Linked DNA regions of Sus scrofa: region 1 is linked to region 2. A link is a contact called in public Hi-C data. All regions are on one chromosome and are shown on one strand. Each heading gives the region's core, a stretch centred on a gene start, on an enhancer-like site or on the middle of the called end of the contact. The rest is flanking DNA. Distances are from core to core; before and after follow the strand shown. Region 1 overlaps LOC102168180 (a long non-coding RNA gene). Region 2 overlaps ZBTB16 (zinc finger and BTB domain-containing protein 16).

What was found. Hi-C and Micro-C count contacts between places; a contact is called where the count stands out from the background.
Region 1: a Hi-C map of liver shows a contact between it and region 2, with 1.6 times the contacts expected there. The contact joins two enhancer-like sites. A contact is called at or near these places in 3 of 5 promoter capture datasets (fetal skeletal muscle, liver and skeletal muscle), 7 of 47 Hi-C or Micro-C datasets (fetal heart ventricle, liver, mesenteric adipose tissue and 4 more) and 1 of 2 datasets of contacts at active chromatin or transcription factors (skeletal muscle).

The regions. Positions count from the first base shown.
Region 1 is chr9:41,851,083-41,857,029 of Sscrofa11.1, forward strand. LOC102168180 (a long non-coding RNA gene) reads left to right here. Exons shown (of 8, transcript XR_002335645.1): 6 at 4,048-4,201; 7 at 5,181-5,408. Among named protein-coding and RNA genes, the nearest start is that of NNMT, 17 kb to the right of the region's middle. Within about 2 kb of position 2,444, at least 6 of the 83 cell types and tissues checked have an H3K27ac peak or open chromatin away from gene starts, as enhancers often do. A contact at or near this core is called in liver, where this site is marked.
Region 2 is chr9:41,649,708-41,655,321 of Sscrofa11.1, forward strand. The region is part of intron 2 of ZBTB16 (zinc finger and BTB domain-containing protein 16); the gene reads left to right. Among named protein-coding and RNA genes, the nearest start is that of ZBTB16, 13 kb to the left of the region's middle. Within about 2 kb of position 1,589, at least 12 of the 83 cell types and tissues checked have an H3K27ac peak or open chromatin away from gene starts, as enhancers often do. A contact at or near this core is called in liver, where this site is marked.

The sequences.
Region 1 (5,947 bases), core at 1,194-3,693, 200 kb after region 2:
GGGGAACGGAGACACTGGAGGCCCCACCCACGTCCCACAAGCTCACTTCGTACTTTTGCTCAGCTGATTCCAGGCAGACTTTCCATTCCTGGGGGCACCTGCCTGGGTCGTGTTAAACACGGGCTGGCAGAAAGAGAACGGGCTAATGGCCAGGGGAGCATGGCCGGTAGAGGGGCCCCTGGGTGGGCAGGTCCTGGCCTTGGCTGTGCACAGCTGGCTTCAGGACCACGTCCCCCTCCAACTCAGTTTCTTCACCTGGAAAACCAATGACCTGCTCTCTTGGGAGTCCGAGTGCCAGGCAGAGTATGGACAAGAGGCATGTGTGTGGTCCACGTGACGAGCACAAGCCAGCTGCCCCGCTTTGCTCTTCCCTCCACTCCAGAGACAGGTGGGCCCGGAGGGAGGAGCGCTTAAGAGAGCGGTCCACCAGGTGCTCGAGGGCCACGTTCTGAAGGAACAGTCCCCGCAACAGGAGATCCTGCCCCAAGTGACTGTGTCATTTCCTCCCTGTGCCCCGAGGGGGCCACCCTGTGCCACCTCAGGACCCTGCTCCGGACCAGGGGCCATCTGGTGCTGGGCGGGGGCTTGGAGACCAGCCTCGTCGTGGTGGGGACGAGAGGTTCTCCGCACGGCCCCTGGAGGAGAAATCCTGTGGGAGGCCCCGCAGGAGACCGGCTTCACCGTTGAGAAGCTGGAGAAAGTTCCACAGGCTGCTGAGATCCTCTTGGATAACCGTTCCGACTGCACGAGGGTGTTTTTTCTGGTGGCCCAGAGAGGAGACCGAGACAAGGACTTGGAGGAGCCAGCAGCATGCAGGACAGGGCTCCAACCATCACTCTGCCACCTCATTCACTTCCCTGTCCATGTAGTCAGCTCCACATAGAACCCTTACCAGCAAATGACCGCTGGGTAAATAGGGCTGCTTATCTCAAAAGGAGAGGTTTCTAATATACTCCCCTAATGGCCCAGGGTTGGGAAAAGGAATTGGACTCGAGAAATAAAGTTGTGCCTCCTTAGTGTTGAGAGCTCTCAGGGTTTCCTGGAAGGAAGGGGTCAGAGTCCTGCTCCTGCTCTCCTGTTTTAGGCAATTCAGACCACATGACTTCTGAGCCTGCTCCCCACCCGCTTCTCGCTCCTGCTAATGTGGCAGCCCCGCCCCATGAAATGGAAAGCTCGCGCGTGGACTTTGATGCTTAGCTCTCTGTCTTACTTGCTCTTGTGGCTTCATGTGGGCACCTCGGAGCCTCAGTTTCCCCATCTCTGAAATGGGAGTCATCACAGCCTTCCCCAGGGTTATTGTGACACCTCTAAGCTATAACATGAATACATTTGCTAAATAACCACACAAGCAATTTCGTGTAAGTTTCAGCTGACCTTATAAAGGCATGTAACAAGCAGTTCTAAACAGAGCTAGAGAAGCTGTTTTCCCTTCATGTCCAGAGCAACCCACCTAACCCAGTTTGGGGCAGGGACAGAGCACTAGGGAAAGGCTTTTTGAAGGAAGAGGCAAGCAGATCAGGGAGATGTAAAGAGTGACCCAGGAGTTCCCGTTGTGACCCAGAGGGTTATGAACCTGACTAGTATCCATGAGGGTGCAGGTTCCATCCCTGGCCTTGTTCAGTGGGTTAAGGGTCCAGCGTTGCCACAAGTTGGGGTGTAGGTCGCAGATACGGCTCAGATCTGGTGTTGCTGTGGCTGTGGGAAGACCAGCAGCTGCAGCTCTGATTTGACCTCTAGCCTGGGGACTTCTTCTTTTTTTTTTTTTTTTTTTTTTTTAATTAATTTATTTATTTATTATTATTTTTTTGGGTCTTTTTTTGTCTTTTTGTTGTTGTTGTTGCTATTTCTTGGGCCGCTCCCGCGGCATATGGAGGTTCCCAGGCTAGGGGTTGAATCGGAGCTGTAGCCACCGGCCTACGCCAGAGCCACAGCAACGCGGGATCCGAGCCGTGTCTGCAACCTACACCACAGCTCACGGCAACGCCGGACCGTTAACCCACTGAGCAAGGGCAGGGACCGAACCCGCAACCTCATGGTTCCTAGTCGGATTCGTTAACCACTGCGCCACGACGGGAACTCCCTAGCCTGGGGACTTCTAAATGCCGCAGGCGTGACCCTAAAAAAAACAAAAAACAAACAAACAAACAAACAAAAAAAACAAAAAAAAAAAAGAAAAGAAAAGTGACCCAGGCAAAGGAATCAGGGGTGAAGAGCAAGAACTTCCAGGACAAGTACCAAGACCCAGAGGGGAAACAACCTATTGTGTTTGGTGAACTTCTGGAAAAACTGAAGACATTTGGGTGCCAGTATGGGAGCCCTGTCCCCCAAGGGCACTAAGGCTAAGACACCGGGCACCTGGAGTGGTAGAACAGGCCAGAGCTTCAAGTGAGCAGAGGAGTGTCAAATCACTGATGGTTGGTGACTCAGCGGTGGGCACACAAGCAATTTAGTCACTCAACAAATATTTGTTGAGTGTCTGTGTAAAGCTGGACACAGCCCTTTGACCAGGGCTGGTCTTTACACGAAACATGGTTGCAACATGTAAGCCCTTGATTACATTCTACCCCGTGTGTGTATCTGGGTATATGCGCGTGTGTGTGCACACGCATGTGAGCACATGCATAAGCTGATGACCCACCCATAGAAGTGGGTAGGATCTACCTATAGTGCCACCACCTGAGGGATAGGTGAAGTTGACTCTCCCAAAGGCTGCGTTCAGATCAGGATTAACCACCAGGACACACTTGCAGTAGGTGGACCCAGAGGCTGAGTGCTCACACCCCACCCAAGGAGAGCTCCGAGTGTACACTGCCATGTACGGTGGGAAAGCAGGACTGGGCTGGGAAAGTGTAAGGCAAAGAGCTAGGTAGGCGGGAATAGGGAGAGGATGTCTGGGGAGCATGCTCGGTGGGACTGCAGCGTCCAGTCTCTGCCTCCTGCAGGAGGTGCAGGTGTGCACCTGTCAAAGCTTCTGCTGGGGTCCTGGGCCTTCACATCGGCTCCCTGACATGATATTCAAGTTACCAGGTACAGTTCTGCCTGCCACCTGTGAGTGGGCATTTGAGCATTTGTCTTCCTGGAGATAGAGACCGAGGAGTGTGAGACATGGCCAGGGACCCAAGAGGGTTACCATTTGCTGGGATAATGGGCAGCACGCTTCTGTTAAGCTCCCATTGAGCAGGCATAGGGCTGTATGGGAGGCAGAATTACTAGCTCGGGAGAGGGACGATGGGATGCGAAGAAGAAGGAGGGATTAGTTCCTGCTTGGGAATGAACCAAGGAAGGCTTCAGGGAGGAAGTGGTGGCCAAGATGCATTATAAAGGAGGAGAAACTCTCGCTGTGGCACAGTAGGGTAAGGATCCTGTGCTGCCTCAGCTGGCACAGGTTGCAGCTGCAGCTGGGATCCAATCCCTAGCCCAGGGAACTTCCATATGCTGTGGGTACAGCCATACAAAATAAATAAATAAATAAGGGATGGTAGCAAAGACATTCCTATTGAAGGAAAAAATACTGTTTAAAAAAATGGCCTTAGCACAAACACACACACACACACACACACACACACACACACACACACACACAAAAGAAAGGAGTTCCCGTCGTGGCGCAGTGGTTAACGAATCCGACTAGGAACCATGAGGTTGCGGGTTCGGTCCCTGCCCTTGCTCAGTGGGTTAATGATCCGGCGTTGCCGTGAGCTGTGGTGTAGGTTGCAGACGCGGCTCGGATCCCGCGTTGCTGTGGCTCTGGCGTAGGCTGGTGGCTACAGCTCCGATTGGACCCCTAGCCTGGGAACCTCCATATGCCGCGGGAGCGCCCCAAGAAATAGCAACAACAACAACAACAACAAAAGACAAAAAGACCCAAAAAAAAAAAAAAAATGGCCTTAGGAAGCCACTGGGTGAATGGTGTGATGTTTGCATTGCCCCAAGGGTGGGATCCCTATGAGAGCAGCAGCGGAGGCAAGGCCAGGAGGGCAGCTTAGACCCCTGGGCTTTGTGAGCTTCTCCCGGCTAATCAGGGTTCATCTATAAATATTTATTTAGCATCTGCCATCTGCCAGGCACTGAGGATGAAAGAACAAGTATGACACAATTCTTGCCCTTGCTGGGCTCCCGGGCAGTTATGACGGCTGTTACAGGAGAGGAGCGCACAGGAAGAAATGCCTCATTGCGGGAATAAGGGAGGCCTGGCAAAGAGGTAGTGTTTGAAGTGAGCCTTGAACCAACCGTGAATACCAGGTTGCCAGGAAAACAGGGAGGGGAGGGGGAGGTGGACTGGGTGTTGAAGGCTTTTGCGGGCAGAAGCAGCAGCTTGGCCAAGGTGGGAGCCCTGGGTGGACATGGAGCCCGTTTGGGGAAACCTTGATAGGAAAACGTGTGCTAAGCACACGCTGGGTCTGTTCTGGAGTCTGGGGATGCAGTGAGTGGGTCCGACAAGGTCCTGCCCTCATTCTGCTGGGAGGGGAAGGGAGGCAGGCGACGAAAGAGTAGAACAAAGCAAGAGCGTGAGGAGCCCCAAGAATGAAACAAACAGGGTGATGCTCTGGAGAATAGCTGGGGTGGAGGGGGGTGGGGGGGCAGGGGGCAGGAGTGCCTGGGATGAACCAAGCTAACTGGCCCCACACAGAGTAGCAGAAGCTCTGGGGGACCAGTGCCAAGCCCAGCAGCGCCCCCCTCTTTCTGAGAGAGCTCCCCTACATGGGAGCGGAGAAGTGCCCTCCTGCCTGTTGGCTAGCCTCCCACAGCAAAGCCCCCTTTACAATGTTCGAGCCCTTCCCGGGCACTCGGGCCTCCAGGGGAAAGGCCAGCAGTGAGTGGGGTGGGTGGCATGCTCCTGGAGGACCGGGCAGGTCACCCTGCTGAATGTGAGCCCCTGGGTGGGGGTGCCCTTGGGGAGAAGGAGGCAGGAGGGGACCAGTCCCAGCCAGGCTTTGGATTGCTTCCCTTGCCCTTCACCCTGTGGACACAAGGGGGCAGCCGAGCCTCGAGCTTGGCAGGATGCAGGGCCAGTGGGGACCTTCCCTCAGCCTTGCTTGTCCATGGCCAGCTCCTTGTCTGAGCCCTGCTCGCCCATCCAGTGTGACCTCTGAATGCTGAAATCATGCAAACGAAGCCACTGCCAGGGCAGAGCACCCAGATTTTCACTGACCTTCACTAATCATATGTGATGTTCGCAGTCCCCCGCCCCCTCCACAGCAGCGGCTGAGGCCCAGGAAACCTAACCCACATCTGCCTGCTTCCAGATCCAGCTAGGGACTGGCCCATAAATAGCCAGGATGACAGACCAAGGGAGAGGCACCCAGCTGGCCTCTGGAAGGGAGTTTTTCTGGGGCCTCTCCTGCAGTGAAAACCTCCCCGGAGTCCCTGAAGCTGTGCTGGAGGATGAGTACAGTGGACAGGACGTGGTGAGTCCATAGGTTCCCTCTAATAGCCGTTCACACGTGGCTCAGGTCCGGAGCTAGGCGTACAAAGGGGAAGTGGATTCAGATTCTTCCCCGAGTCCAGGATCAGGTAGGCAAATGGCCACTGCAGTGTGGTGTGGTAAGTTCAGTGAGAGGGTGCAAGGCTCAGAAGTGCATTCACCTAGACGTGGGCGTGGGGTAGAGCGAGTCACGGAAGGCTTCCTGGAGGTAATGCCCAGGTCCAGTCTTAAGGATAAGAGGGTCGAATCAAGCAAAGGTAGAGAGGGCTTTTCAGACAAGAGAAAAGTGTAAGTGAGACATCAAAGTCAAGAAACAACATGGGGAGTTCCCGTTGTGGCTCAGTGGGTCAAGAACCCAAAATAATGTCCATGAGGATGTCAGTTTGATCCCTGGCCTCTATCCTTGGCTTAAGAATCCGCATTGCCAGGAGTTCCCGTCATGACGCAGTGGTTAACGAATCCGACTAGGAACCATGAGGTTGAGGGTTCGATCCCTTGCCTTGCTCAGTGGGTTAATGATCC
Region 2 (5,614 bases), core at 339-2,838:
TTTGGGGGTGATGAATGACCTAAGTTTATAAGCTCCTGGGCTCCTGGAGAGCTCGTCTTTTGGAGCCGTCGATTGTTGGTTGTGAAGAGCGGAGGATGGCAGCGGGCTCTGGGGGGTTGAGGCCCGCTGTTTGGGAGGCTGGGTCTCCGTACTCGGCTTGACTTTGCTCACTCGCTTGCTTTCTTCTTTTTCTCCCTCTGTCACTCTCATTGGTCTCTTTTTCATCTTGAGCTTATCGTCTTCATTTCTAAAACTAGCCAGTTGGATGAGCTATTTCTGAATTGGTGAACTCTTTCAAAAGTTTGCCGCTTCTGCACTTACTTATAGCCTCATGAAGTCCTTTTGGTTAATTGAATTTTGCTCTGTTTTGGAATCTGGTTTGGGAGTCAGCCAGCTAAAACAGGGTCAGTTTGATTTGATTCTGTCTACTTGGACTTCGTTGCTTTTTTTTTTTTTTTAGTACTTTAACCTGCTTAGGGTTACTGAGTCATCTGGGATCTAGGCTGAACTCTTGGAAATTTGAAGATGAGTTCTTTAGTTTTCTTTCTAGCAGAAGTAAGTTGCCTGCTCTCTCATCTTGGTGAGAAGTCCCATTTTAATTTGCTGTCGCTATTGGATGGAGTTGCTAATTGCTGGAAGGAGAGGGCAAGAACGCTTTCATTCAGCAACACTTTTTTTCCTTCTGCTTGTTCTGGGACAACTCTGAATCTTTCAAATTGTGATGATCCTACAAGTTAAAATCGAAACTCCGTTCACAACTCTGATTTGTTGCTAATTTGGGGAAAAACATTTCCAATTATTTTAAGTTTTAAAAATGAATGACTTGAAAACAAGTCCAGCTGAAAGCCCGTGTGTGAGACATGAGTCTTGCTAAATGAATACAGGCCTGCCTCACTTCGCCCATTGGAGGGTTCTGGAATTTTCCACAAGAACAAAAGCTTTTCTTGGTCAAGTTCTGTTCTGGTGGTGGTAGGCGAAAGCTCTGACTCAGTGGCATTGACTTTGGTGGAAAGGAAAACTTACCATGGCACCCCCACTCCCTCACCTTCGACCCCATGTGTTTCACGTAGTAAATAGACATTTTGAGCAAGTCAGACTCTCTGGGTCAGAATCCCAACCTGACCACTTACCAGCTGTGTGGCTCTGGTTACATTACTTAACATTACCTGACATTACTCTTGGGGACATTACCTTATTGCGCCTGTTTGCTCATTTGTGAAATGGGAATAATAACAGTACTTACTTACTGGGTTGTTACAGGGATTAATCAGTAAATACTGAGCACTGGCTAGGAAGTAGGTGACCCAAAGTAAATGTTTGCTGTTGTATTTTTGCTGCCATTGTTGTAAAGCTGGCAGTGCAGGGTAAAAATTATGTTCGTGTTGGTCCAGGTCCTGCTTTCCCCCAAAGGTATTGTTTATACGGCACCTAAATAAGAGCTGCCACCTCTGGCGTCCTGTATTTGGAGCTGATACACAGTGACCACCGAAATTTCCCCCTCAATCTGATCTCTTCTAGCGCGGTGGCCAGGGTACTCTTTGTCCCATTGACCTGAAGCCTGATGAGTCATCCCAGTCCTCGTTTAAATTTAGCCGGGCAGCGCTCCACTGGCATCGTTTCCAAATGCCGAGGCAGCTCACCACTGCCCTGTCCCCTTGCCTGTGCATGTGGTCAGGCCAGCAAATCACTGCAGTGGCGGCAGAGCCTAGGAGCACAAACACCTCCTTTCCGAGAAGCCTGGGCTTGTGGACGGAGCATGTTTCAGAGCCCCTTCCCATTCCTTCTCCGCCGTGCAGGATGCTTCTAAGGGTGGATTCAGCAAACAGCGCTTTGAGGGCTTGACACGCCTCAGGTTCTGTGCCAAGTGTGTTTGTATCTTCCCAACCCCTCTAGCCGCCCTGTAGGGTAGATATTTGTTTCCCGTTCCCTGATGGGCAGAGGGGAACCCGAGAGGCTAATGGACCTGTCCCTGGTGAGCCGGTGAAGGGTGGCACCAGAATTTGTGCTTAGGTCTTCTGGCTCCACGTTCATGCTTCTTTCCATAACGTCCTGCTTGGATCTTCAGCCCCTAATGGAGTCGGAAGGGAAGGGGGAGTTACAGGAAGGACCAGCTCCGTGTTCCCTGTGGCCGGTGACCAGGAGGCTCATCACTTGGCCACTAGCTTCCTCTGATGACCAGAGAGGAGGGGGGAGGGAGGGCGCTGCTTAACTGTGCGAAAGGTTTGTGTTTTCCGGGCCGGGGCCACGCGGGTCCAAGAGCACTCCACCATCTCTCACACAGAGAGAGACCAGCTTCTAGGGATAGAGGCCTTTTATGCTGACTCCAAAAACAGAAAAAGGGAGAGAAAAAGAAACCCACTTACAAAAATAAAAATTCCATGCTGTTAATCTCATGCCAGCATAATCAGAATTTCCCCTTTCTACTGTTTCCCCTTAAAAGCCCCCATGTCCTTATTATGCTGGCTCAGTCTGGAAAAACTCTGGTTGGGTTTTTGCCTACGTGAGGCTTAACGCTGCAGCTGCAAAGAGGGGATCCGGTCCTTGATCGTCAGCACGGAAACTTCGGGTAAAAACTCACAAAAACCTGCTGAATTCTAAATTCCTCCCTCACTTTCGACTCTGTCCTTAAGATCTGATTTTCTTCAGCAAGAGCAGACTGTGTTCAGCTTTGCAGTAGGAAAAATCCAAGTCAGATAAGAGAAAGAACTTCCCTAGACAGGGGGGGTATGACTGGCGAAATTACTAGAAGATGGAGTTGGAGAAATCTTGATGGGAGGTTGCACTGTGGGCCAGTTGAAAGTGGTGTTTACAGTTCTCCCCTCTTTAGGGCCCTTTAGATGCCCCAGATGATAAGAGCGAACATATAAGACAGGCATGCTGAGAATGAGACAGGCACCGCCAGACCCTGTGCCTGTCGGTGTGTAGGGCCAGGGCACAGACGGATCTCAGATAGACTTGGCTTTGCCTGCTGGCCCCTCATTGTGAATTGGGGCAGGTGGCTTCCCTTGTCTGACCATCAGGCTCCTGTTCTGTGAAGCGAGCTTAGCCCTTCCCTCTCGATGGGATTCAAACAGGCTCAGTGAGGTACCCTGTCCCCTCGATCCCACAGCAGGGACTCCATGTGAGGCCGCCTCCCTGTTTCCCCGCTTCGCTTGTGACCTCACAAGGGAGCCTCTCGCCTCCCAAGTCCCCTGCCACCCTCACCGGGCATCAGTCTCTAAGTGGATTAACTGAGCGTTGTGATCTTAATGCCATTAGGCCTGTTGGCACGACCCTCCTTGCCATAGTGAGAAGCAGATGTGGCCGACCGTAATGGCCCTGGGTGATCCATCAGGCCTGGAGCGCTGGGGGAAATGCTATGAGCGTCCATTTGGGGGAGTCTTTTATGGCAGCTGGGGGACATGCAGAGCGATGGTCTGAAATGTATTGATTTCAGCCGTTCGGCAGGTTAGATGCTGCCGGGGGGGTCCACAGTGGCTAAAGCTCCCTCTTCCCCTTAAAGAAGGCCCCTCCCCAAGCCCGAAGCCCAGGCCTGATGACTTCCAGAGTTGGAGAGACAGCTTAGCAGGCTCTTGTTTCTTGCCGATGTACCTTATTAGTAGCACCTGGCATCATAACCCACTAATGGGAACCAGCGCTCTCCTCCTGCGTGGCCAGTGACAAGTAGCCCTGTCAGCCGGAGCTCGCCGTGCGAGGAAGTTCCTATTAGCTTTATGGTCAGGAGGACTTGTCCTGTTCAGGAAATGAATGTTGCCGCTAAAGGTCCGCGGCCCTGACCCTGGCGGCATAACCTGTGCGGGCCGGGGAGACCTCGCTCAGGATGCTTGGGATTTCAGCCCCTCTCTGGTTCTCGTCATATGTAAAGAAGGAATCATTGTGGTATGTTGCAGCCTTGAACTTTTGATTTATTCGCTGAGGGCGACTTAACCGTTTCCATGCCTGGATGGCTGTGTGTTGGCAGAGCTGAGGGTGTGGGCCTGGATGTGGGTGTGGAATCTGGGGGCCGGGGCTTGGGGGGGTGGAGGAGAAGAGACCCCCACATGCAGGCAGAGCTTGTCTGGGGGGGGTGGGATCCAGGGGAGGGGGCTTTGCTTGCTCTCCCTTCCTGGTGGGAGTGTCTGGATATTCTGGGCTGGTTGCTGCTTGCAGAACGGTGGGAAGCTGGGAGGCATCGTGTCTGCGGCCAAACCCCGGTTTGAATTCATCCTCCGCCCATTGGAAGCTTTGCGATGGATGCCTAGCCACCTGCTTCTTCGTTTGCTCGAGAAGTTAAAGACACTGACTTCACACGTGTGCCGGATGTCCTTCGTAAGAGACGGTGCCCACGGGACAGCAACCCCCATGGCCAGGCATGTGGTATGGTCTCAGGGCACAGTATTGGAAAAGATGTGCCTGTTGCCTTTTTTCTTATCATAAAATGGGTCTTAAAATGGAAAACAGGAGTTCCTGTCATGGCTCAGTGGTTAACGAATCCGACTAGGAACCATGAGGTTGTGGGTTCGATCCCTGGCCCCACTCAGTGGGTTAAGGATCCGGTGTTTCCGTGAGCTGTGGTGTGGGTCACAGACGTGGCTCGGATCCCGCGTTGCTGTGGCTGTGGCTGTGGCCAGCGGCTACAGATCCAATTGGACCCCTAGCCTGGGAACTTCCATATGCCGTGGGTGTGGCCCTAAAAAGACAAATAAAAAAAAAAAAAAGGAAAACAAAGGCAGAGCATTTTTTCCTTTTCACACATCAAGCCCCCCACCCACACCCCTCATCACAGCCTAGAATCTTTATAAAAAGACTTCTTAGGTGATTTCTTCTGTATTTTTTGGCCTGTGAGTAACATTTTCTAAAAGTGAGTTTTGCAGAGAATAGCAGCATCTGACCTCCTTCTTGAGGGGAACTTTCGCCTGACTCTTTGAGAAGAGATGTTTGTGAATTGTCTGGCAGATGAATACGGCACTTTTGCTGCTCTTGCTGCAGTGGCCGTTTTTAAAGGCCCCTGGTGCAAAGGAGTGAACTGCACTTCAGGTCAAGCAGTGGAGGGTGGCCCAGAAACGGTGGGCCTGCGGGGGTGGGGGGAGGGCTTGGACAGGACACCTCCTTCAGGAACCTCAAAACGAAGCTGTCCCCTTGTCACTGGCATTGATGGCAGCGTTGACAGTCGTTCGAGGAAAAAGAAAGATAACTGTGGGCTCGGGTGCAGAGTCAAAGACGGGCGAGGTCACTGGTGGAGGCAGCTGGACCTGGAGTTTGGGGGATCGGGGCCCTGGCCCATGGCTGGGCACCCACACTCTCGGGAGGCATGTTCCCACCCCTCGCAGCCCTCTCTCCATCCTCTCAAAGAAACAGCAGCCCTTGCCCCTCTTAGAGCAGGTGAAAGCTGCTCCGAGGGCGTTCGCCGAGTCGGGATTGGAAATGTTCGATGCAAAAAGTGAAATCGTGACAGTTGTCCCCTGGGTGCTCTGCTAAATTAAGGATCCGCTCGCATTTCTGAGTCTACCTCCCTATATACCCCCACCCCCGTCCCCTTGGCAGAAGGGATAAAGATGGTACCTAAAAGCAATGAGAAGCCGCTGCTAAATCGAGTGACTCTAAAAACATTTTTCTTTCCTTGAAGTTGAGCCTG